2 separate regions of the Mus musculus genome follow, and region 2 is linked to region 1. Evidence: chromatin contacts called from public promoter capture Hi-C data. All regions are on one chromosome and are shown on one strand. The core of a region is the stretch at or near the end of the contact, and the rest is flanking DNA. Distances in the headings are between cores, read along the strand shown.

Region 1 (7,482 bases), core at 3,199-5,698:
GAAGCAGATACAGACAAGCTTTGATGGTGCCATTAGCCTCATGTATTGCTTTAGCGACTGTCACAGCTGGAGATTCTTGAGGGAGAAGTTCAATGGAAGACACACAGAGAAAGCCTTTGCAGGCGTGCTAAGCTCATTCCCATCTCTGCTGTCACACAGAGGTTGCCCACTCCCCTGGGACAGAGTCCCTTCTTTGATTGCCTTAGGAGTCTTGCACCAGAGTGGTATATTGCATTTGACCTTATAATGTAGTCCTTCAGTCTTAAGACATTACAAAGGAAGACTAGGCAGGCGGAAGCAGGGGGGCGGGGGAGGGGCCGGGGGGGGGGGGAGAGGACAGATAAAGAGAAAGAGGAGGAGGAAACTCTATGTGTTCAGCTTCAAAGAGTTAGTTATGTATAATTGTGGCTCCTTGCCTCTGTTAAGCATTTTGATGTCTATAGCCTTTCTGAGAGAGATACAGATACCACCAGAAAAAGAAATGCGTTTTTTTTTTTTTTCACACACCTATCCCCTCGCTAATGAAGAGGATGATTTTGGTATTGCTTTTAAGTCAGTAAAGCAGAGGTAGACACTTACTTGCTCTTTGTAGATGTCTTAGATATGAAGAATAATCACGCCTAAACATTATATATATATATATATATATATATATTTAGTAAAATGTGTTTTCCATTCTGTTTACTGGAATCAAAAGCAGGTGTACTTTTATATTTGTTCATGAGCTTGCTTACAGGTGGCTGAAGTAGTTACGTGCCTCATTGCTGTGACAAGATGCCTGGCCAGAACAGCTTAGAGAAGACAGAGTTCATTTTATCTCAGTTTGAGGGCAATGTCTAAGGGGAAGGAATGGCAGAAACAGGGGGTTCCTGGTCAATTTGTGTCCACAGAGAAGTCAGTCAGTCAGACAGTCAGACAGACAGACACACAGACACGGGGGTGGCGTGGGGGGTGAAGTACTGGTACTCAGCTCACTTTTTCTTTTTATCTAGTCTGGTCCCAGAGCATGCTGTTGTGCTGCCCAGGGTGGGTCTTCCCCCCTCAGTTAAACCTTTCTGGAAACTTCCTCATAGGCAGACCCAGAAGAATGTTCTCCCCGTGGCTCTAAATCTAGCCAAGTTGACAATGAAAATTAACCATCACAGTAGTGGTACCCTTTGTCTTATCACACATAGAAAAGATTCAAGAGTTAATTACCCGGATGGAAATCATGGAAAGATTTTTTCCTTTGCTGATATAAAAATAAATATTCTGCCAATCTATGGAGAGGCTTCACATATATGATGATGTATTAAAAATAATAGTGCTGGCAGAGTCAGCTTCCTCAACTCACTCTGCAGTTCTTAAAGTTACTGCCTTTATCGTTTCCCCAAGTGGAGCCTGACTCAGTACAGATCAAAGCATAAGTGTAATTAGCTTAAGAGATGCATTTCAGCAAATGGATGTCTACAGTTAGGGGTGATCTTGTGTGGTTTGGAAGGATTTGTTTTAGCTTGTAGGTTACAGTCTATGATTGAGGGGAGCCAACTGTGCTGGCTAGTTTTATGTTAACTTGACTCTAGCTAGAGCCATAGGAGAGGAGGGAGCCTCAGTTGAGAAACAAACAAACAAACAAACAAACAAACAAACAAACAACGCTTCCATAAGATCAGGCTGCAGGCAAGCCTATAGGGTGTTTTTAAAAATTAGTGATTGGTAGGGGAGGGCCCTGCTCATTGTGGATGTGGCCACCCCTAGTCTGGCAGCCTGGGGTGTCAAGCTGGGCTCAGCACATAACTCAGGTCCTTAGAAGTCTTGGGAGTCTGGAAGAGATAAGGAAGAGGGGACTATAATTCAAACTTTTAGAGTCTTAGGTGCCAGGAAGGGATAGGGAGGAGGAGGTGACTGGCTCCCAACACAAGGCCATTTGGCTTATTAGGGTGGGAAACTGCAAAAGGCTTACTTTCTCACGGTATGATCTCCAACATCTGTGGTGACTTCTTTCAATGATGAACAGTGATGTGAAAACTTAAGCCAAATAAATTCTTTCTTCACCAAGTTGGTTTTGGTTATGGTGTTTTATCACCATAGTAGTAACTCCAAACTAGACACTTACATAGGAACTTGAAACAGAAACCATGGAGAACTGGTGTTTACTGACTTAAACTCACCTGGCTTTCTTATACAAGGACCGGGTCTTCAAAGGCGACCCCTCCCCCAGTGGGCTGGGCCCTTTCCCATTAATTAGCAATCAAGAAAATATCCCCACAGACTTGGCCATAGGTGAATCTGATGGAGGTAATTCCTCAGCTGAGGTTTCCTCTTCACAGGTGTGCCAACCAAGATTAGTTATTGCTGGAGGTGGTGAGAAATGGCGTTGAAGCTAATTTCAGTGGTCTATACAGTTTACTATAGGTTCACCGGGGCAGAGAGTATTTAAATCAAATGAGGTCTCTTAGTTTCTATGTCCCCATGAATAATTTGGTTTCTATATTCAATGGCTTCTTCCTTTTGGCAAAATGAACAAGGTTTTACGAGGTTTTGGGTCAAAGTGAAGGGGCTAGGTCCTTAACTCGCAAATTGAGTGAAACTAACCAGCCTTCCTAGAATTGAGGACACAGCACCGGCCCCATTAACACCATCTGGGTAACTGGTCACCATGGATAATAATGCATAGCAAAGGAGATGCTTATTTATATGATGGTGGCCATTTTCTCTAATGTTCTAAAGCTTTGTTATTCTCGTTGATAAAACACACCTAAGAGTCCCTGTTGTAGGACAAGTAAGCAGTATTGATTAGATATAGCTCTATTTTATTTCATTAGTCAGGTTTCAGATGTTATACATATAGCACTTAGCAACGCTGTATGTAAAAAGGTATAAAGTGCTGAACGGACTAAAAGGAAAGATTTTCTCTGGCCCCATAGGCTGTCAGTTAGCCACCATGTCCGTCACACGGCCCCCCTCTAGTCAACTGCTCTTGGTTTCCTTGATGACTTACAATGGTTCAAGCACCCGGAGAGTATTTCACTGTTCCCTGGGTTCTGCTGAAGTTCTAGCCATGGCTGATGGCGTTCCTCGGCCTTTCATCTATCAACATGTACTCTTGCCAGTGATGGAGACAAGAGTCTTTATCCAAAGGTTGGGCATAGAGGCAAGCATGAAAGGTAAAGTGCCACAATGTGTGGATGGCATGCTGTATTCCAGGCAGCCTTTAGAGGAGCTGGTAGGTTCAGACCCAGAGCTGCTACTCACCTACATCTTGAGGCACTTTCTTTTAAAACATTTTTGTTTTGCCCAGAAACTACTTGACCAGCATACAGAAGGGACACCCTGCACTCTGTGCTTTTAGAGGACCAATCTCACTGCTCCCAAATCCTAAAAAATCCACCCAAGGTCAGGTAAGGATTAGTAGCCTCCTAGGACACACTGTGTGCTCTCAGCAGCCTCACACTCCCCTGAGTCCAGAGGGCTAGCTCTAAAGTGCAGAGTATGGGTAAGCGTGGGCACAAAGAAACAATTCTGACGCCATCTGATTTCCAAATTGAGGACAGCTTCTTGAAGCTCCCAGGGGCTAGTGAAGCTCTATTCAATGGGGGTGTAGTGTCCTTATCAGATTAAAAAAACAAAAACAAAAAACAAAACCAAAACGTTTATTGAGTTTGTTCTTTGCCAATTTCATGCACGTGTACTGTGCATTCTGATTATTGTACCCTCTCCTTATCAAATTTTAAAGAGTGAATGGGTTCTCTAAAGAAGAGCTACCCACGGGGTTACAAACTTTGTTATGGATGAGCAGTCACCCTCAGTCTCTCCTTGCTGCATGAAAAAGGAACACCCATTATGGGTGGTGAGGTGGTGAGTGGTCAGCGCCCTGCTCCAGATGGGCACTCCCACCCAAATATGAAACCAATACTTACTCTCTCTCTCTCTCTCTCTCTCTCTCTCTCTCTCTCTCTCTCTCTCTCTCTCTCTCTCTCTCACACACACACACACACACACTCTCACACACACACACACACACACACACACACACATGCACCGTGCAAAGTGGACAAATCTAGAGGGTTTGTGCCCAATTTGGGGGCACTGAATCTAAGCAACTGGCCTTTGTGTAAGAGCCATCTTCCCGTCGCCGCGGGGCGCGCGTCTCCACCGAATGTGCGGTGCCGTGCGGTGCGGGGGAGGTTCCACGGCTCCGGCCCGGGTCCCTAGCTCTGCCCCACACCCGCCCGGCGCGCGCCGCGCTGCGCTGTCCGCGGAGTCCGTGGCTGCCGCGCACTTGGCTGGGGCGAGAGGAGAGAGGGGTGGGCGGGCTGCTCGCCTGGCATTGGCGCTCTGCAGTGCAGTCAAGTGTTAGCCCAGCTCCCTATATGGTCGGGGATTAGCTCGGCGCTGCTGAGGCTGAGCGAGGAGCAGGAGGAGGAGGACGGAGGAGGAGGAGGAGGAGGAGGAGGAGGAGGAGGAGAAAGAGCAGCGGCAGAGCAGCAGTCAGCGCACGCCGCTGCCTAGGGGAAACAGAGGCGCCCGAGGCTGGGGCGCAGCGCACGCCCTGGGAGCCATGGCCGAAGCGGGAGAAGGAGGCGAGGATGAGATCCAGTTCCTGAGGACTGTGAGTCTCGGCGGCCGGGCGAGGCGGCGGGCAGGTGGGGAGGAGCGCGGCGCGGTGAGGAGGGGCTGCGCTGCGCCGCGGTGCGGGGCGCGTTCTCCGCACTCGCAGGCTGCAGAGGCGGACCAGCCACCTCTCCGCGGTGAGGGGCTGAGTGGAAAGGGGCCCCTTCTTCAGCCTTTCCCCCTCATTCCGTGCTGCCACCTCACACTCTCAGGTCTCCCACCCGGGACTGCTCGCTCTCCGGGCAACTCGCTACTTGGTCTGAAACCCTTGATGCTCAAACTTCAAGCTGAGCTTGGCTTGTGATTCCTCCGACCCAGAAGATCAGAGGTGTTCCACAACCGGCCTCCTGTCACCTCCACACCTTGCCGGGTCCCTCATTCGAGCTGCCTTTGGGCTCTAGGGGACAGTCAAGAAAGGAGCCAATGGGGCAGGGGCGAGAGTGGGGATCCCGGTCTGGAAACCGGGCGCCTGCTTTTGGTGGCAATGTAGGGACTGATCAGAAGGGAATTCATCCAGTACTGTCCGTCTCCCTTCTCTTTAAATCTCTATTCAGCAACTGCTGCTAAACCTTACTTGACTCACCCGCGGGTGTGTGAGAGCTACTGTTTGTGCTCCAGGCTCCCAAGAACCCTGCAGAATGGGGAAATCCCGGTCTGTGGCTCCGCGTCATCAGGTCCCCTTCTTGGCGCTGGATGGAGGGCAATGCTCCATCCCAGATTTGGGGAACGGGGCAAAGTCCAGCGCTGCTATGCCTGTCTTCCCCTTCGGGAGTTAACAACTCAAGGTGGTCGACCACCTTGAAGGACAGGGGGCAGCAGGTTGCTTCCTAGGGCTGATTTCAGCCACCTGACCTTGAACAATTCATATAATCTTCTCTACGTAGCCTCAGTTTCCTCTCGTGTAAAATGGAGGCAAATGTAACTAGCATTTCATGAAAGATAATTAAATGAAATAGTGAATTCCATAATATTTTGCAACTGACAAATGCTTTATAAGTGCTAGGTGACGAGGTAGGTAGGTCTGGAGAATTAGAATGAAAATCTTACCTTGCACTGTCCTTTTTAAGAGCGCCCTGCTTCTTTCTGTCCTGGTCATAGAGGACGACAACTTTGCTCTGTCCATCTTTTGGAACGTTCCCTCTTGCTTTGCAGTTTCCTTCTAATAATTTTCAGACCCATCCTTACTTCCATTGTCTCTTCTTCAAACACAGTTCCTTGGTCAAGGCTCAGTCTTGGGTCTTGTTTGACGGACAGAGAAGACCAACCATTCTCCTAATACGTCCGAGAGGCCAGAAGCTCGTCTACTTTGTCCTGGTTCATCTTTACACTGTACACAGCCCACCCACTGTCTCAGGGCCCGGCAAACTACCTGTTCTTCCCAGAGCCCCGTGGGACCCTTTTGCTTTTCCTCCAACAGGTGTCCTCAATAGTGAATGACTAACAGCACAGGTGCTTCTGGATTTGTGCCCTCTTCAGCCATGTTGTTTGTTTGTTTGTTTATTATTAAAAGTCTAGGCACAGATAATTGAGGAAATTTTCTTTGGGCAGCTTGAGGCAGCTTGAAGATGAGACTCAAGGAGTTAAGGTTAGAGATCCGAAGCCTGACCTCAAGTCTTCATTTCATGTAGGCTGCTTGTCTTAGCTTCGGTAGCCATCTTCCCAGCCTTCTCTGTACTGGGCAGTGTTGTTGTAGTTGAGAACACCTGTAGCCAAGGCTTAAAATGGCAGTGGTTGTTTAACTTTGTCTCACCAGTTTTCTGGAGATCAGAGTAAATGGAACTCTTTTTAAAGCCAATCTAGAGACTCTGTGGGGCTCAAGCACCCTGATCAATAGTTCATTTGCAGAGGGCTGAGTATCTGCACAGCTCAGAAGGAGAGCTGAGGTCACCAGGGAGTGACTCCCAGGTATGACAAAACCAATTCTTTCTTCAGCAAAATTACCTGGATTTTTTTTTTAAAGGATTGTGAGGTAGTTTACATGAGGTAATCTTAAGTATGATCTTCATCTTATTCTTGCTTGGAACTGAGAGAGGTACAGGAAATCAAACGGCTTGGCTGTGGCTACCCAGCAAGTTGCTGGTAATTGTTATTATGTAATGTTAAGTTTAACTCCCAATGGAGCTGTGAGGTCTGCTCCAGAGGTTAGAATATTAGGAGTCCATGCAGATGAATTTGACTCTGTTCCTCATTAGCCATGAATTAGATGAAACGATTTATTGGAACTCTGGAAGCATATACTTGATCTCTGCACGAGCGTACACACACACACACACACACACACACACACACACGACATTATCTTTCAGTTTTTCAGAAAGTTAGAATCACTGTGCTCTACTTAGCAGGGTAATGTCTTCACCTGTGAATATACCTGCATTGTACACAGGGCATTTTACTTTGAACTCACTCACTTCTACCTTAGCATATTTTTCTTCCCTACAAACGGAATCTGCTAGAGCATATTGGCCACGTGTCAATCACCTTAACATTGCTTTGGACCAGAGGTGACTATTTCACAGTGAAACAGAATCATCCTTTTGCAGCTGTGAACTTTAAAGGATTGCTGTCTTAGAGAGCAAAGGCTTTTAAATCTACCTTAAAAAATAACTACAGAGTAGCATCCTTCTGTGGATACTAATCAAACTGAGGATGATGATAATGTCATGTGGATCACGCAAGTGACAACAGTGAAAGCCGCTAGAATTATCGATGGCATAGAATGAGGTAGGAGGCAGCCAGCCAAGGTGTGTTTGGTGTAGCTTTAGACCCTTATGAATTGATGTTCTATACTCTGGCACACTTGAAACCCAGCATTTCCTAAGTAAGAGTGGGTCAACGGCAAGGGCTTTGGAGATGAAACTTATACTCCAAACCTCCAGAAGGTGATGG
Region 2 (7,614 bases), core at 433-2,932, 540 kb before region 1:
AAAAGTGCCTATCTACATAAATATTTACAAACATTCTAGACTCCAAACTGAAGAGGCTAAGGCCTCTGCTGCTGTGTCCACAGAGGTTATATTCTCAGCACTTGGCCCAGCTGACAGTCCTACTTAGTGCAAATATGCCTAACTTTCTCAGCCCATAGGAATTTATCAAAGCCCAGTTACGTTAGACATCATATTTTGTGTCATGTAATCAAAGCAACCAAAATAGAAAAGGCCACACTCTCATGCAGTTTACATTCTAGAAAATACTTGGGTGACAGGAAGTGATAGATGATGATGAAGAAAAATGATGTAATGACTGGGAGATGAAATGGACTGTGGAGAAAACGCTAGGCTAGCATCGGCGTTCCAAAAACTAACACTTTGTTTAAGGAGGGTAATTTCCCCTCTTTGCATTTGTTATTTGGAATAGTTCATATGAGTCAGGAAGGGGCATGTAATTAAGGTTTGACTTTAGATGAGAGGGAGTTAATGAGTTTATAAAATAAACTCCCTTTTCTCTGGGGGAAATTATTCTCACACCGGCTCCGAGCACCCTCTTGGTGGGCTCCAGTGAACTCCGCATTCACTGCATTAGAACTCCGTGGGCTTCGGGACTCATAACTCTGCTTAAGTCCACTTGACCAGGATAGATCTTGAAGCTCATCTGATGGCTCTACTCTGTAGACAACTATTAACTGTGGAACAGTGTGTGTGTATGTTTGGGTATGTGCGTGTGTGTGAAGTGCACTAAGAGTATACAGATACAGCTTGCCATTTGCAAAAAGTCATTCAGAACGTCCTAATTTTTGAGATATTAACAGAGGTTCCCTTCTTGCTTCAGTTGCTTTGTGTGTGTATATATATGTCAAATATATATTTATATTATATATTCCATATATATATATGAACAGTACCTGTTAGGTGTTCAGTATATTTCTTACTCCCTCCCCTAACACTTGATAAAAAGGACTGAGTGCTGGGGTCCTTTTAGTTCATTCTTCTGCCACACACTCAGCTCAGGTAGATGGGCATCTGAGCAGAAGGAGCCAGTGCCAAGAAGAAGAGGGTATCCTTTTGCAGGCTGTTAGGGAGCCCGCCTGGGTTAACACCAGCTCAAGGGTTGACACCCTTTACGTTGGGGGCCTCGGGAAGATCCTTTAAGGCTCCTGCTTTGTCTGACCAGACTGTCCAACGGTGCCATTCAGCACAATGGTGAGGAAACACCTAGCTTGTCACGACCCGCTCCGTTGCTCTGCTCAGCGCAGCCGGGACTCCTGAGCGTGGAGCCCCATGCAGGCGAAGTTCAGCCTGCTAGAGAAGCCCAGACCTGGGGCTGGAAAGGGATGAGGGGCTAGAAGCCGGGGTGGGGGGATTTCCTCCCTCGCTCCCCTCTCCAACGGGAGCGGAAAATGTGATTTGCTGTGCATTCCAGGCGCGGTTCCCTGGGGTGACCTCTCCCACCCAGACGGGCAGGGGCAGGGGGGTGGGTGTAGACAAAGAGGCGAGGCGGGCGGAGAGGGGACCCCGCAGGGAAGCAGGAGGGGTGCAGTGGGCGGGGGCACTACCGGGAAAGGGGGCGGATAGCGGGTCCCGCGGCGGCGACGGCGCCTGACCAATGGAGAGACGCAGTCCCCGGCGCTTGGCTGGCGGCATTTAAACCGGAGACCGGGAGATGCCCGACACTAGGTGCGCCCTTCGCAGACCTGGAGACCCAGAGTACCGTGGTAGCGGCGCTCTCCTTCGTCTTCCTCCCGCGTCGAGCCCAAGTGGCTCGAGCCGCGGTCTCACGCAGCGCCACTCGTCCACAGCGAAGAACCTGAGGACCCACGGAAGTGACAGGTGAGCGCGGCGGTATTCTGGTGTGTGTGTGTCTCTGTGTGTGTGTGCGCGCGCTCGCTCGCGTGTGTGTTGGTATGAACCCAGGCTAGCCAAGGAGTCCCCAGGGTTCATACCATCTCGAATTCTTCTCAGTTGTGACACAGCCCCTTGGTGCACCAAAGACCCTTGAGTGCGCATTAAAGAACCGAACCTGGTCCTTCCTGCCGCAGAGGTAGATGTGGTGACTGAGGGGCACTGGGTCCACGGGGGAGGGAGGAAGGTAGAGAGAGAAGTTGTCAAAAAAGTGCATCCCGTTTCCATGTGCTGGAACCCTGCAAACTCGGTCCTGGTGCTTGAAGCACAGAGCCCGCGGGAGTCGCCTGCCGGGACAGGGCACTGTTGCCGAGTCAGAGCCCCGGAGCTGGCATCTCTGTGAGCTGAAGCCGACCTCGCAGCAAGTTGCAAGCAGAGACAGCCTTGAGAGTTGGGTACAGGGCTGGGACAGGGGCGTCTGTAGGAGTGGCGGTCCCAGGGCTTTGAGTGGTAACTGCTAAGGACTTGGGAATTGGTGGCGTGTGCATTTGCGGGTATGGCAGATGCAACTGAGGCTGGTAAGACAGAATCCGCGCGGCTTAACAAGTCGGGGTCGGGTACCTCGAAGCTTGAGTGCACGCGCCACACACTCTTGTGCTGGCTGTGCTCCGGCCGGCGCGTGGCTGTCTTTTTTGAGCCTCTTGGGGGGTTCCACGCTCTCATCCTCCATACAGCAGACCTGCAGGCGCCGGGCAGCCACTACTGGCTGTTTCCCACTTCCGTAGATGCTGGCCGATCTGTACCCCACAGGCCTCGGTAACGCCTCGCTGCGCCTCGCTAGCGACTGCGCTCTACTGCGCGCTTTGCCTCTTGCTCCTCGCTCGCTGCCGCTGCTGTGAGCCATTCCGGTGAGCCCTCTCTAGCTCCTGGTAGAAGTCTAGAGTGAAGGGAAAGGCATGTGGCTGTCATCTCCCTGGTCCTACTTATTTCCTGAATTCTAGTTTGGGAAGAACAACTTCTCTATAGCCCTGGACTGGCTGTTCCCTCTCTGGCGTTCTTCAGCTTAGTGTTTGCCTATGCCCGGCTCTGGCAACCATCCACCAGCGAGACTGGCTGGGGAGGATGCGAGATGACTAGCCTTTCGTCCGAGGACCTTCCAGAGAACCTTAGGGGGCTCTCTGGTCTAGCTCAGCAGCCGTCTTTCCCCTCCCCAGTAGAATCCAAATCCCTACCCTTTGATGGAGAAATATAGCCTAGAAGTGAGGGGTTAAAATCTCCTCTTAACTGTTGGAGGGCAGAATGACGACCATCAGTAAGTAATTGGATCTCTTGGTGGAAAGAGCAAACCCAAGTGGTGCGCACGTCTGTTTATGTTCCCCTGAGATGGTGCCAGGATACGAACTGATTAAAACAATCTACTGTGTTCAATGGGTCACCAGGGCTTTAAGCTGTCCCAGGAACTCCAGAGTAGTGGTTTCCTTCTGACTGCTCTTACAAGTTAAATAAATAGCGTAGAAGAGGTTAAGATAACCCCATCCCAGGGTGAGGGCTCTTCTTTCACCCCAGGGCTGCCCTCTCCTCACCCCCTCCCCTTTTTCTTTTTGGGACAAGGCAGGCAGGCGGCACAGGGCACTTGGGAGTACAGACTTTTCAAAGCAACGAAGGAAAAGGATCTTAAGAAAACAAGATCCTCCTTCACTATCACCACAACCAAGTCTGCAGATATAGGTGTTTTCATTACTCTTATTGGACACATTGCACCGTTGGATTAAGGCTCCTCCGTGTGTGTGTGTGTGTGTGTGTGTGTGTGTGTGTGTGTGTGTGTGTGTGTGTGTGTGTGTTTAACCTCCGGGTCATTGTAGGAATTAGTGTCTTTTGTAAACTTTGTAACTTCACAGCTTTCCTATGATCTTCAAAGTTCACTCTGAGTAAAATGTTTTGTTAACCCACAATCTGTAGGAAGTCCAAATTGGCTAATGCGGTTTTCACAGCAGCACTTAGGGAGAGAAGAACAGAAACACGCTAAGTCCTTACACCCCTCAATGTCCACCTCTTGTCCTTCTAAATTGATGCTATTGGTGACCTCAGTCTCAATGGTCCAGTCTACAAAGTGACAGAATACAAAGAACCCCCATGGTCCCAGACCTCCCCAAGAAATGCTTGCTGGCAGCAAAGCTTCGGAGTGTGTTTGAGAATGCAAAGCCAAAGACATATAGGAGAGCTTCAGCCTTTTATGTGAGGAGGAGAAGAGGAAGGCATTTCGGAGCAGCAACTACACATTTAACTGAAAGGCACTGACCAGGCAAGTGCTACCAGCCCATGTCTTACATCTGCAAAGAATTTTCTTTAGTTTTAACATATGTTCTTAGAGATGCAAAATACAACAAGAATTCCCATGACAGAAGGAGTCTTTTCCTCTGCTTGCAAACACAAAGATACAAAATAGATAATTATTAGATTTACAATATTTTTCAAAATCTACTGCATTAAAAAAGCAAAGCCACATGTTCCTTGTTAAATATGCTGTGCTGAATGTCACTGGCGTAGTGACTAAGGACATGTTAGAATTAGATGAAACTGGGCTCAAACCCTGGCTATCCACATTATAAACTATGTGACCTTGGATGGATTCCTGATTAGTAACAGGAAGACATTATTATATACCTCATAATTTATCATGACAAAACTTGGACAGTGTTTAGCATAATGTCTGATGTAGTAAAAACTAAAAAAAAAAAAAAAAAAAAACAAACCAAAACTAAGAGGTACCTTTTATTACTAGTGGCTGTGTTGGGCATGAGAGACCAGAGGGTGATTCTGAATTTAATCCCAAATCCCAAATATTTGTAACCATTACAAAATGTAGCATATGACTTGGCTGTCACTCAGTACTGCTGCTTGGTGAGCATTTGATATTTATACTTTCTAATTCATTTCCTGCGGATTCAAATAATTGTATACAATTATTAACTGCACTAAAAAAAAAAAAAATCTTCCCGGAAACTACAAAGATATTTAACCACCAGGTGTCTCCTCCTCACCTTGTGTGGTGTTGGATTCCAGCCTGACTTAGCCCTAGTGGGCAGATTATTTTTAAGAGACTTGCAACAAACGTGCAGGACATACAATTTATGACACATGCCAATCATTAATTTTTCTTATCTCCTTGGTAAAATTTGTCTGAGAAATAAGCCAACCTTTATTATTAATAAGGAATTCCCTAGTTAATTTCTATAGGATGGCTCTAAAATTTAAAGTTAAAGAGCTAACTAAAATTAACTTTCACTCTCCTTAAAGATTAAGGCTTAAGGGGAAAAAGAAATGGATTCTTTTAAAATCTGGCCTGTCTATAAAGCATTTGCAGCAAATTCCGTTGTGTTTTCTGCCAGGAGAATGAGCTCATGTCATTCTTGTTGCCTGTCTTTCTAAAGATCGTCCAGCAGGAACAGTGGGCCCGTTCAGGTACAGACATCTGGAGTTCACTGTAATTCTTAACAAAACTCCATTTAAGCCACTGACCAAGCAGGTTGCTTGGCTAATGTGAGAGCCACAATGAGAAGTGTGTGGAAAGGAGCTGGCCCTAGATTCTGTAAATACATCAATAATATTGGAAACAAGTCAGACATATTTTTGGGGTTTCTGAATCTCCAGACTGTGAAGACCATTCTTGGTGCTTTTGTGAAATTTTTTTTTTTTTGACAAGTTACCAGGGCAGAAGTAATTACCATACCTTTCCTTGCTTGGAAGTGTTTATTCTTGAACACCAAGAGAACTGAGGACAAATGGGAGGCAGCGAAAACCTGTTTTGAGGATCTGTCCTTTGAGATAAGTGATTGGAGGAGTGTAGTGGCAAAATGAAAAAGAGATGAGGATGAAGTAACAGCTTGTTGGCAAAGGCAAGCTGCAGAGAGAGCTCACCTCCAAAATATTAGCACATCACTCAACAGCAGAAATGCACTAAGGGGATGTTAAGGCAGGGTTTGGGATGAAGAACGATAGTATCTGTATAGGAGAACCAAGAGACATGCTTACTACTTGTCATGATCCACTCTGAGGTCGGGATGTGTCTGAATACAACGACTGGACACAAGTGGGAACTCATGAGAGCCTAATCTGGACCAGTATTTGGATTGATTTTGGACCATGTAGCACACTGCTAGGGGTTGATGTGGAAAGAATTGTCCTCAAGGACATACCATCTTCTTTATTTGGTCCATACCAGGGATACACAGAAAGTGCTAAGCATTTGGTGAAAACAGACTTGCAATTTCAAGAAGAGAATGATCCAGTTCCTTGATTGAATAATCAACACTAGTTGGTAGGGGGCTTGGGTGAATGGACACAGTGATCAGTAGAGCCTGGTTTCATCCTTCCAGTGCTGTTCACCTCACTCTTCTTCAGGGAGACCATCAGAAGCACACTGGCCTTTCTACTCAAGCCGGGAAACTGCCCTGCTGATTTCTTTTTCTTTTCTTTTCTTTTTAATTGGATATTTTCTTTATTTATATTTCAAATGTCCCCTTTCCTGGTTTACCCCCCACCCACCCACCCGAAGCTCTCTATCCCCTCTCCCTTCCCCGGCTTCTATGAGGGTGTTCCCCCACCTACCCACTCCCATCTCCCCACCCTCAAATTCTCCTACATTGGAGTCCCCAATGGAGGAGCTAGAAAAAGGACTGAAGGAGCTGAAGGGGTTTGCAACCCCATAGAAAGAATGATAATATCAACCAACCAGACCCTCTCCTCTCCCTCCCCCCGACCCCAGAGCTCCCAGAGACTAAACCACCAACCAAGGATTATACATGGAGTGACCCATGGCTCCAGCCGTATATGTAACAGAGGATGGCCTTGTTGGCTATCAATGGGAGGAAAGGCCCCTGGTCCTGTGAAGGCTAGATAGCCCTGCTGATTTCTGTTTATTGATGTTCTTGGAAGGCTTTTCTTTCTAACACTAAAGTTTAAGAACCTGAAAGCCTCACAATAAACCAGCAAATTTGAATCATTTTAAAATGGAAAAAAAAACATACTTTTTACACTTAGTAATTTTTAAATATTTGTTTATTTATTTATTTATTTTTACTTTTCTTTAGTGAAAAGTCAGACGGTGTAATGTAGACTGCTATGACTTATGGGGTATTCACTCTTGCATAGGAACAGAAAAAATTTCCCAAATTAAACCTCAAAACCATAGTCAACTAATTATGATTTTATTGTTTTATCATTTGGGTTAAAATAAGACTCATATTATGCTTCATAGAACCAGAAAAACAAACAAACAAACAAAACCAACCCCAAAAAGCAAACATCCAAACAACATTAACAAAACTTGAGAGCAAATGGAGATTTCCTAAAAAAAGAAAGACAAGTGTTAGAAAGCTGTCTAGGCTGGGAGAAGTCTACACTCCCAAGGGTCAGGAGACAAAAGCATCTCATGTAGCCGGCCTTGGCAACAGTGATGGTGCTTTAAGATGCAAAGAACAGAAACTGTATCAAACCTCTGTGGTATAATAACAATCGCTTAACAAATGTAGGAGGGACTCCTCTGTGTCAGGAACAAAGGGTCAGATGATGAATTAGCCTTCATCCATTCTGAAGGTAGATATAACAAGGTTCATTAACAGATGTAAATAAGCCAGGAAAGAAAAGTTTTATAAGACAAAACAAAGCCATTATTTTGTGAACGGATATCCTATCTGTAGAACAGTATGGCCTTATGAACGAATACTGTCACATGCAGTCAGCATACATCCACAGTCAGCCCCA

What was found. Promoter capture Hi-C pulls out the DNA fragments that hold promoters and counts their contacts.
Region 2: a promoter capture Hi-C map of embryonic stem cells shows a contact between it and region 1, with 3 times the contacts expected there. The contact joins the promoter of Grem1 here to the promoter of Ryr3 in region 1. A contact is called at or near these places in 3 of 39 promoter capture datasets (embryonic stem cells and liver) and 1 of 484 Hi-C or Micro-C datasets (embryonic stem cells).

What each region holds. Positions count from the first base shown.
Region 1 is chr2:113,214,049-113,221,530 of GRCm38.p6, reverse strand. It overlaps Ryr3 (ryanodine receptor 3), which reads left to right and starts at 4,448. Exons shown (of 104, transcript NM_001319156.1): 1 at 4,448-4,591. The coding sequence starts at 4,541.
Region 2 is chr2:113,752,716-113,760,329 of GRCm38.p6, reverse strand. Grem1 (gremlin 1, DAN family BMP antagonist) reads left to right here and starts at 1,682. Exons shown (of 2, transcript NM_011824.4): 1 at 1,682-1,839.